Linked DNA regions of Bactrocera dorsalis: region 2 is linked to region 1. The links are chromatin contacts, called in public Hi-C maps. All regions are on one chromosome and are shown on one strand. The core of a region is the stretch at or near the end of the contact, and the rest is flanking DNA. Distances in the headings are between cores, read along the strand shown.

Region 1 (4,809 bases), core at 1,659-4,158:
AAATAAAATATGGAATTCATGCATTTTAAATGATTTTAGTGCTGGGTATCTGAGCTGATTTTAACATTTCCTCTCACAACATTACATTTACAGCAGCATTGATAGCTGCTTGTACAGAATTGAAGCATACTTTTAGGGCTTCGAAGCTGACTGTTGATGTTAGACGATTGGGAAGCCAAATAATAAAAAATGCGAATAAAAGTTGTTGGTGTTAAACATAACGGGTGATTTTTTTGAGGTTAGGATTTTCATGCATTAGTATTTGACAGATCACGTGGGATTTCAGACATGGTGTCAAAGAGAAAGATGCTCAGTATGCTTTGACATTTCATCATGAATAGACTTACTAACGAGCAACGCTTGCAAATCATTGAATTTTATTACCAAAATCAGTGTTCGGTTCGAAATGTGAAAATCCGCTTTTTTATCGACAAATTTTGTTCAGCGATGAGGCTCATTTCTGGTTGAATGGCTACGTAAATAAGCAAAATTGCCGCATTTGGGGTGAAGAGCAACCAGAAGCCGTTCAAGAACTGCCCATGCATCCCGAAAAAATGCACTGTTTGGTGTGGTTTGTACGCTGGTGGAATCATTGGACCGTATTTTTTCAAAGATGATGTTGGACGCAACGTTACGGTGAATGGCGATCGCTATCGTTCGATGCTAACAAACTTTTTGTTGCCAAAAATGGAAGAACTGAACTTGGTTGACATGTGGTTTCAACAAGATGGCGCTACATGCCACACAGCTCGCGATTCTATGGCCATTTTGAGGGAAAACTTCGGACAACAATTCATCTCAAGAAATGGACCCGTAAGTTGGCCACCAAGATCATGCGATTTAACGCCTTTAGACTATTTTTTGTGGGGCTACGTCAAGTCTAAAGTCTACAGAAATAAGCCAGCAACTATTCCAGCTTTGGAAGACAACATTTCCGAAGAAATTCGGGCTATTCCGGCCGAAATGCTCGAAAAAGTTGCCCAAAATTGGACTTTCCGAATGGACCACCTAAGACGCAGCCGCGGTCAACATTTAAATGAAATTATCTTCAAAAAGTAAATGTCATGAACCAATCTAACGTTTCAAATAAAGAACCGATGAGATTTTGCAAATTTTATGCGTTTTTTTTTTTAAAAAAAGTTATCAAGCTCTTAAAAAATCACCCTTTATTATCAAACTAAGGACAATGAAATATTTATTTAATTAGAAAAGCAAATATATTACTTCTATTTTTAGGTCTTTGTTAACAAATTAGCATGAGAGAATGCCCATTTGTTGAAAAAAATATGCTTAGAGAAAATTATAAGAAAGAATATTTTATTTTTACAATATCTTGTTACCGTCGGTAAACTTGTTAGTCAAGTTTTTAGTTTGAACTTAGACTATGAAATCGTGAGTTTTGTTTTCGACTTGTAGGTATTGAATATGTATTTGAAAAAAATCTTTAAAAAACTTGATCATGTTATTAAAAAAATCAAAAGTGAGAGTGATAACAAAATAAAATATAAAATATCTCGAGATTTTGTGTAAATATTTTCAACTACAAAAAATTATATAATAATGAAATAATAAAATGGAAATTAAAAAATTAAATTTTTATTGTTATATTGTTAAGTTTTGTAGATATTTTGGAGATGAACTCGTTATTTATGCCACTTTATTGTATTTTCTGTTACACATTGATAATATTTTTTTTAATTTAAAAAGTAATTTCTGTAAAAAATATTTTCATATATGTACATATGTATATTTATTCGATTTATTTGTAGAAAAATTTACTGTAAATTAGTTGTTCGAAAATGAAAAAAAATTTTATCAATTTTTATTTCTGATTTTAAATAATTAAAAGTTCATTTTTTAATTCGAATTTTGGAATTTATTATTTATAAAATTTCCAACAGAGCACACAATTTTAGTAATTGTAAAGTTCTATAACAAACTTTTCCATATTTTATCGTTTTTATTATTATTAAATTAAAAATATATTCTGATTTTGGTATTAAAAATCAAATCTTCAATTTTTAATTCAAATTTTGGGATTCACTAAATAGTTAGAACATAATTTTAGGATTCCCAATTTTTCCTTATTTTATTGTTTTTTGATCATTTTTAAATCAAAAAAATATTTTATCAATTTTTATCACAATAATAATTATTAATTCGAAAATTCGCAATACTCGCCAAACTGCTAAGCAATTTTTGTTGTTAAATTTAACATATTTCAGAATTAAATTACTTCCATATTACTAAGAAGAGCATATTTAGGCTCTGAACTTTAACTGTTGAAAAAAAAAATAAAAATAGAAAAATGACGAAAAATATTTTTTAATATTTTTTCAACTATGTATGTATATATATGTATATACATCTATACATACATCCACTCCTGCAGTTTAAGCTCAAAAACGTGGATAAACATTTATTTTGCACAACTTTTTTTTGCAAGCCGAAAAAATGTAAACAATTTTTATTTTTCGCAAAATCAAATCTACATAAACAACTCTTCTGTGTAGAAACATACCTGCATATTATATTCTGCCGTTATTTGTTTGTTGCTCTTGAATATGTTAATGCTCAAAACGTGTCAAGCGAATCCTTAGCAAGCTCTGCAATTGCCGAAAACTGCGTTGAATGTTTACTTCTGTGAGAATGTGGCTTTATGGCCTGACTTTTACGATTGGTTTATGGTTATGTGTTCTTTTACATAAACACAACAACAGTTTGTATATTTTTCAAAGTAATAATTATAGTACGTTCGCACAAAATTCGCACTTCACACTACGCACAAATAGCGGCGATCCAAAGCTTTCACACTTCGTTTTATGCAAAACTGATATTCATATGTGTATAAATATTTTTTTAATCAACAGTTATTTTCTTGTTTTGTGTTTTGCCCACTGATTTAGCACATCCTTTGCGGTGAAATTCTTAAAATGAATTGCGAATCGTGCTCCGGCATTCCAGGCTTTTATATCGGAATCAACAAGTATCCCTCAATATCGCTACTGTTTTTTGAGCATTGAGCATGGAGCACAGCGTGTGACGCAGCAGCAGCAGCGCAGCCTCCGCCGCTGCTGTCATCATTGCTTTTGCCATTGTGCTGTGGCTGCCGCTGCCGCTGCGGCTCCTATCGGCGCGGTGCAGTGAATGCTTCGCCTTTCGCCTACATGTGCGGGCGTGTGTTTGCGGTGGCGCTCAATTATGGCCGCCGCATTTGCTGGGATGGTTACCGCGCTGTTGTCAACGACAACGGCAACGATGCCAACGCTTGTTGCTCACCGCCGTGTGCCGCCAACGCAAACTTTCTTGCTGACTGCAACGTCGTTCTGGCGTTGGGGTGTCGCTGTGTGCGTGTAGTGGTAACTGTGCGGGTATTTGTTATTATACTATACATACCTATGCGTATGTGCGTGTGTGCATGGGTGGGCCGACTTGCATACCAGTTAGATTGTGAGTACGTCTGTGTATGTGTGTTTGACTTTTCCGTTCTCATTTTTGGCAGCTGTATGTATGTATGTGTGTATGTACCAGCATATGCAAATATGATAATATTCGTGTGTGTGTGTGAATCGTTGGCGTGATCGGAGATATGAGCATTTTGAATTTCGCGCCTACCAAATATTCAAATAATATGAGAATGCGTAGTTACGGTTTCGATTTTCGATAAGGTATTCCACAAAAGTATACTCGTTGTATTACCAAAATGAAGTCGTAATTGATGTTATAATGAAATTTAAATGAAGATTTTCAATGGAAAACCCATCACTTTATTAGGAAAGTCTTTGACGAGCCCTTAGTAAAGACGTAAGAGCAAGAGAACAGAGTTTCGGAAACGGAAGAAGAGGAGGAACACGTTTTTAAAGGGATTAAGCTCAAAAAAGGTCTACCATAAATTCGACAATTTATTATGGGATTAAAAATATTTTCGAATTTCTTTCTTTCAGGCTTTAAGAATAGTAAATAAAATTAGTTTTGATATTTTGATGAAAAATGGGACCAGAATTTGTGATATTGTTTTCCGATCATTTAAAATTCACCTACTTATTGAATTTTATTCGCATATCTCAAAATCTGCCGAATAAATGTACATAATCCCTAAAAACTTTCGTTTAAGAGGTTACATGGGCTTCCTCGGGTATATATAGTCGGGTATATACTGTTTTTTTTCAACAATTTTTTTTTTTCATATTAAAAATAAAATATTTTATTAGAATTTTTTATTTCTACAAACATAAACTATCTATTAATAAAGAACTTCTGAAATTTTTTGAAAAAAAATATTTTAAACTCGCCATTTCCGGTGACCCCTCGAAAAAAAGATGCGCCCGCGTTAGCAGAATAACCCTTACAGGGTCATCTAAAGCGAAGAAAATACGTCTTTTAGTTGAAACCTCAACTTAGAGCTTGAACGAAGGAAAAAAATTGGAAATTTGATTTTTGGCAGACATTTTTACAAAAAATTCAAATTTCATAGAAAATTCCACGACATTTTTCTATTTAAATAGTTGTAATCGAAAAAAAATCTATCGTCCAAATTATTAAGAATTTTATCTCAAAGACGTACATATGTAAAATTTCATGAAGATCAGCTGGGTAGTTCCCGAGAAACCTTGTCAGCCGACTTCAATGTTTCGACGCTTAAAGACGGGGCACTTAGTCTAGCTAACCTCGAGGGCACAAGTTCTCAAGGCTGTACTTTTTTGTTTCGCCATTCTTTCCATTGAATTTTGATTTTATGATTTCAATATGTTTTTAAGTAAAAAAAATATTTTTTGAGAGGCCCTAGAATGGCTAAATTTCTTAAAACTT
Region 2 (4,588 bases), core at 1,224-3,723, 69 kb before region 1:
TTTTTGTATCCGATCAAGAACTGTCATGTCGCCATAATTCTACAATAACAACAAAAATCAATAAAATCTTTAAACGCGGGCTTTCCACGAAACCCTGTTTTTATATTCGGTGAGGAAATTTTCTACGAATCGTCTGAACCAATCGGCTTAAAGTTTTCACATGACCTTCTTAAATATGACGCCATTTTGTCAAGAAAAAATTTTAACTCGTAGTTTGACCATTACTTCATTCATTCATTTATCAGTAATAAGAATAATCAAATTCTCTTGGAATATAACTATACAATATCTTCCTTGATTACTTCTTGTTACTATATTTTTAAAATAAATCTTTTTGTAATCACTTTTTATAATACTAAGTACAGTTATATTATTTATAATTTGTTTTCATTCACTTCTAGGCCGCTCTTACAATGACCTCAGTCAGTACCCAGTATTTCCTTGGATATTATCCGACTATACCAGCGATGTTTTAGACTTAACCGATCCAAAATCTTTTCGCGATCTCTCCAAGCCTGTTGGTGTGGTAAGCTACCTTAAAAATCGCATTATATTTCACATCTCTTATACACTTATAACTCACACACACTTTAGATCAATCCTAAAAATGAGGCTGGTGTGCGCATCAAATACGAGTCCTTTGAAGACCCCTCGGGTGCGATACCGAAATTCCATTACGGCACACATTACTCTAACTCTGGCGGTGTTTTGCATTATTTGCTGCGCGTGGAACCATTTACGTCGCTACACATTGAGTTGCAAAGTGGACGCTTCGATGTGGCCGATCGACAATTCCACTCGATACCACAAACGTGGAAATTGTTAATGGACAATCCGAACGATGTGAAGGAGCTGATACCAGAATTCTTTTATTTTCCCGAATTTCTGAAAAATAAGAACAAGTATGTATATTTTAAAATGTGCTGCTATAATTGCAATATAACAATAATTTACCAATTTTAGATTTGATTTGGGTCACTTGCAAATAACAAAAGAAAAAGTGGATGACGTCATACTGCCAACATGGGCCAACACACCGGAGGAGTTTATAGCTATACACCGACGTGCTTTAGAATCGGAATATGTCAGTCAAAACCTGCATCATTGGATCGATTTGATTTTCGGGTGAGTATTTTCATGACAAAACATTTGCCGGCAGTATATTAAGTATCAAACCCGTATTTTAACACAGCTACAAACAGAAAGGCCCCAAAGCTGTCGAAGCGCTCAACGTTTTTTACTATTGTTCATACGAAGGTGCCGTCGATTTGGATAAAATCACCAATCCCGTTGAACGTGAAGCTGTTGAAGGTATGATCAACAACTTCGGTCAAGTGCCATCACAATTATTGCGTGAACCGCATCCGCGTCGTTTGACACAAGAGGAGACGGCACTCAAACTGGTGCGCGCCGAATTGAAACGACCGGATCTTACGCAATTCCTCGATAAGGTTGTGCAATATTATTGCGAGCTGTCAACGCCAAAAGATCCAATTGTCTTCCTGAGCGCACCGCGCAGTCCGCCGCGCTCATTTCTACAACTCAGTCCGGATGTGCTTGTCAGCATATCGAAATCATGTATACTTGGTGCTAACTCATGGATGTCCTATGATAAGGATCGAGGATTTCTGCTGGAAATCGACGCAACAACTACCAATTTGAAGTAAGCAAAGGTGAAATATAATATCCCGGGGTGCGGTATCATAAGAACTTTCTAAAGAACTCTAATAATAAGCTTTGGAGGTGGACGAACAAATTCTGTTATAAGCAAATTATTTTCAATAAAATTATTTTCTATAATCTAAAAAGTATTTAAATTTTTATTTGTTTGCTTATACATACATATGTATTTTTTTATTCTTTTAGAAACCGCAAACGCATCTTTGGCCCCTTCCATCCCTCACAACATCCACACTCACAACTGTTCGCAGTGAGCACAGATGGCAAGCTATTGTATGCCGGCGGCATCTGGGATAACTCGCTGCGTGTCTATAATTTACATAAGGGAAAAGCAGTTGCCTCTGTGACGCGGCACTTAGGTTTGTTAGTGTAGCTTACACCCCTTTGTCCTTTTAAGCAGTCGAAATATCTTTGCATTTCTACTAGACATCATCACATGCCTGGCGTTGGACAACTGCGGCTCTTACTTAGTGACCGGTTCGCGTGATTGTACCTGCATCGTTTGGAGCATACAGTCGCAACAGTACGGCAATGTGCCGGCCAGCACAAACATTCCAATGCATGCGCTTACTGGGCAAGCACATTTGCAGGCGATAACGCAGCTGAATACGCAAAATGCATTCTCGCCCAAACCATTGACCACACTCTACGGTCACGATGATGCCATTTCGAGTGTCGCCATTTATACTGAATTGGATATGGTCGTTTCGGGTTCGCTGGTAATTTGCTTAAATTTACCGTAATTTGACTTTTGTTGTATTCTGATTTAATTTGTTTGTATTTTATGGTTTAGGACGGCACTGTGAACGTGTATACCATACAGGATGGCCAATTTGTGCGCACACTGAAGCCTATCGGCTGCACTGAGACCTGCGTACAAATATCATTCGTTACTGTTTCATATCATGGTAAGTGGTGCATTTTATGAATTTAGTGAAAAATGTTAAATTCGTTTAGAGCTCATATTTTAGTGTTTATATATGTTTGTTTATACCTATAACCAAAAAATGTATGCGGTAATTTTTTCCTCGTAGCGATTGTATGCTTTACAACTGCAGCCTGAAAGTAGGCTACAATAATGCATGTCGATCTAAACAGTCATAGCAGAGAATGTATTGAGCCTAACCTTAACAGAGTTGGTCTAAAATGTTATTAAGATTTTCTGTTAACATTGCATTGACATGTTAACTCGATCAGCAGAGGATGTTAGGGTATTTTTACAAATGTATAATTGTGGAAAAAATTATTTAAATCAACTGTTTTCGAAATTTTCATGTTTCATGAATAGACTTATTACGTTCTACTCTGGGGCCAGAAGGCTTTAGCAACTCCACAAATTCCGGCTGTTGTCTAACGCTTGCTGAGCTCACATAAGACCCATAAATTCATGTACGAAGGCAGAGAAACTCCTGCTCGTACTCAGCCTGATGAAATTTGGGTACGGGTGCCTTGTCTTGCAATTTTATCGGCTTTACATTTTCCGACGATTCTTCTGAGGCCAGGCACTCAAACACAAGTCTGCTATCTTGGTATTAAACTTTTTGACCAGCTTTGTGCTCACTGTCTACGCGCCCAAGGCCTGTATAGCAGCTCTGTTATCGGAGTAGGTGCATACCTCCCTAAAAGAAGCTCCACTTCGGGGAAGTACATCTGTTGCTACTATGATGGCTGCAACTTCTACTTAAAAGCCGCTTACGTGGTCCAGCAGTCTGGAATAAGAGTTTATTGAGAGTTTCCGACAAGAAACTGCCCTCCAACCTTCCCCTTGAACTTCAATCCATCCGTGAGAAACTGCGTCACTGCGTCTCTTCTTCAAAACCTCTCCCTATTGGGTGCAATGAATATTTTCTTTGATACCTCATGTTTATTCTATAATGTTTTATAATGCGGGGTAGAGATATGATTTTTTTTTTTTTTTCAATTATAAAATATTTATAGTATATTACAAAACAAATGCTAAAATACTTATCAAAGACAAACATTTCATCGCGAATTATCTAAACTCTTACAACTGCAATAATCAGTTGCATATTCCATTGCTTTGTTTAAAGTGATTAAATTATTTTATTTGCAATGAGATTAAATTTATAATACGCAAATTGCCGTTAACATACATTAACGCCATAATTCACACTAGATGTGTCGGTATGTGTGCATGTGCAACATTTACACACGTTACTTATAAATTTTTTGCGCTATCAGCATTCAATTTAGTCAAGAACGTATGCACATATGCTCTAAAGTCCATGAACGGCTGCAGCTAACATATCTACTAGTATTTAGTCAATGACCTACGGCAACATTTTCATAGTTTGCCTCAATTTCCATTGGCTGCGAACATACAAACACACCTTCATACCTACATACATACAGACATACAGACATGAAAGGAAACGGCGCAGAGCATTTGAAATAAGTAATTGCATACGCTCTTATCATGCTAAGCTAACAACTACTGTTCGTTTATGATTCGAAATTGTCTAGTTATAACGATGTAGGTGCATGTATGGCAGACATGTACACTCACAAACATATAACATATATACTTACAAGTGTATGCATTGTGCACACATGAATCGTTCTGAGACCAAAAAGGCGTTATACAAATCGTGAACATGGTATATCACGTGATGGTGTTATCTCGTGTCTAGAGCCCATAAGCATACACGTAATGAGAACCATAATGCTTAAACACATATGTATATGCTAACATTTGGCTGCTTCCACACGTTTATGCATAGGTTTTGAACGGTGTTATCAGCGAGGAAATTGGATTAGTAAACCCCAACACATACCTACCACATTTAAGTCCATTGTAAATATGTACATAGCAATGTATTAGGCACACATTTTTTAGCTAAAGGTATATATGTATGTAGCACTGGTATCAGACCAAATATTTATATAA

The links. A called contact is a pair of places that touch in the nucleus more often than the background predicts.
Region 2: a contact with region 1 is called in a Hi-C map of whole body, with 10 times the contacts expected there. The contact joins the enhancer-like site here to the promoter of LOC105231413 in region 1. A contact is called at or near these places in 2 of 2 Hi-C or Micro-C datasets (both in whole body).

The regions. Positions count from the first base shown.
Region 1 is chr5:10,758,847-10,763,655 of ASM2337382v1, reverse strand. It overlaps LOC105231413 (neural/ectodermal development factor IMP-L2), which reads right to left and starts at 2,908. Exons shown (of 4, transcript XM_011212700.3): 1 at 2,522-2,908. The coding sequence starts at 2,527.
Region 2 is chr5:10,827,261-10,831,848 of ASM2337382v1, reverse strand. It overlaps LOC105231483 (neurobeachin-like protein 1), which reads left to right. Exons shown (of 34, transcript XM_049458545.1): 26 at 402-526; 27 at 595-902; 28 at 964-1,125; 29 at 1,193-1,663; 30 at 1,867-2,039; 31 at 2,107-2,399; 32 at 2,474-2,588. Among protein-coding and RNA genes, the nearest start is that of LOC105231418, 5.8 kb to the left of the region's middle. Within about 2 kb of position 2,473, the one cell type or tissue checked has open chromatin away from gene starts, as enhancers often do.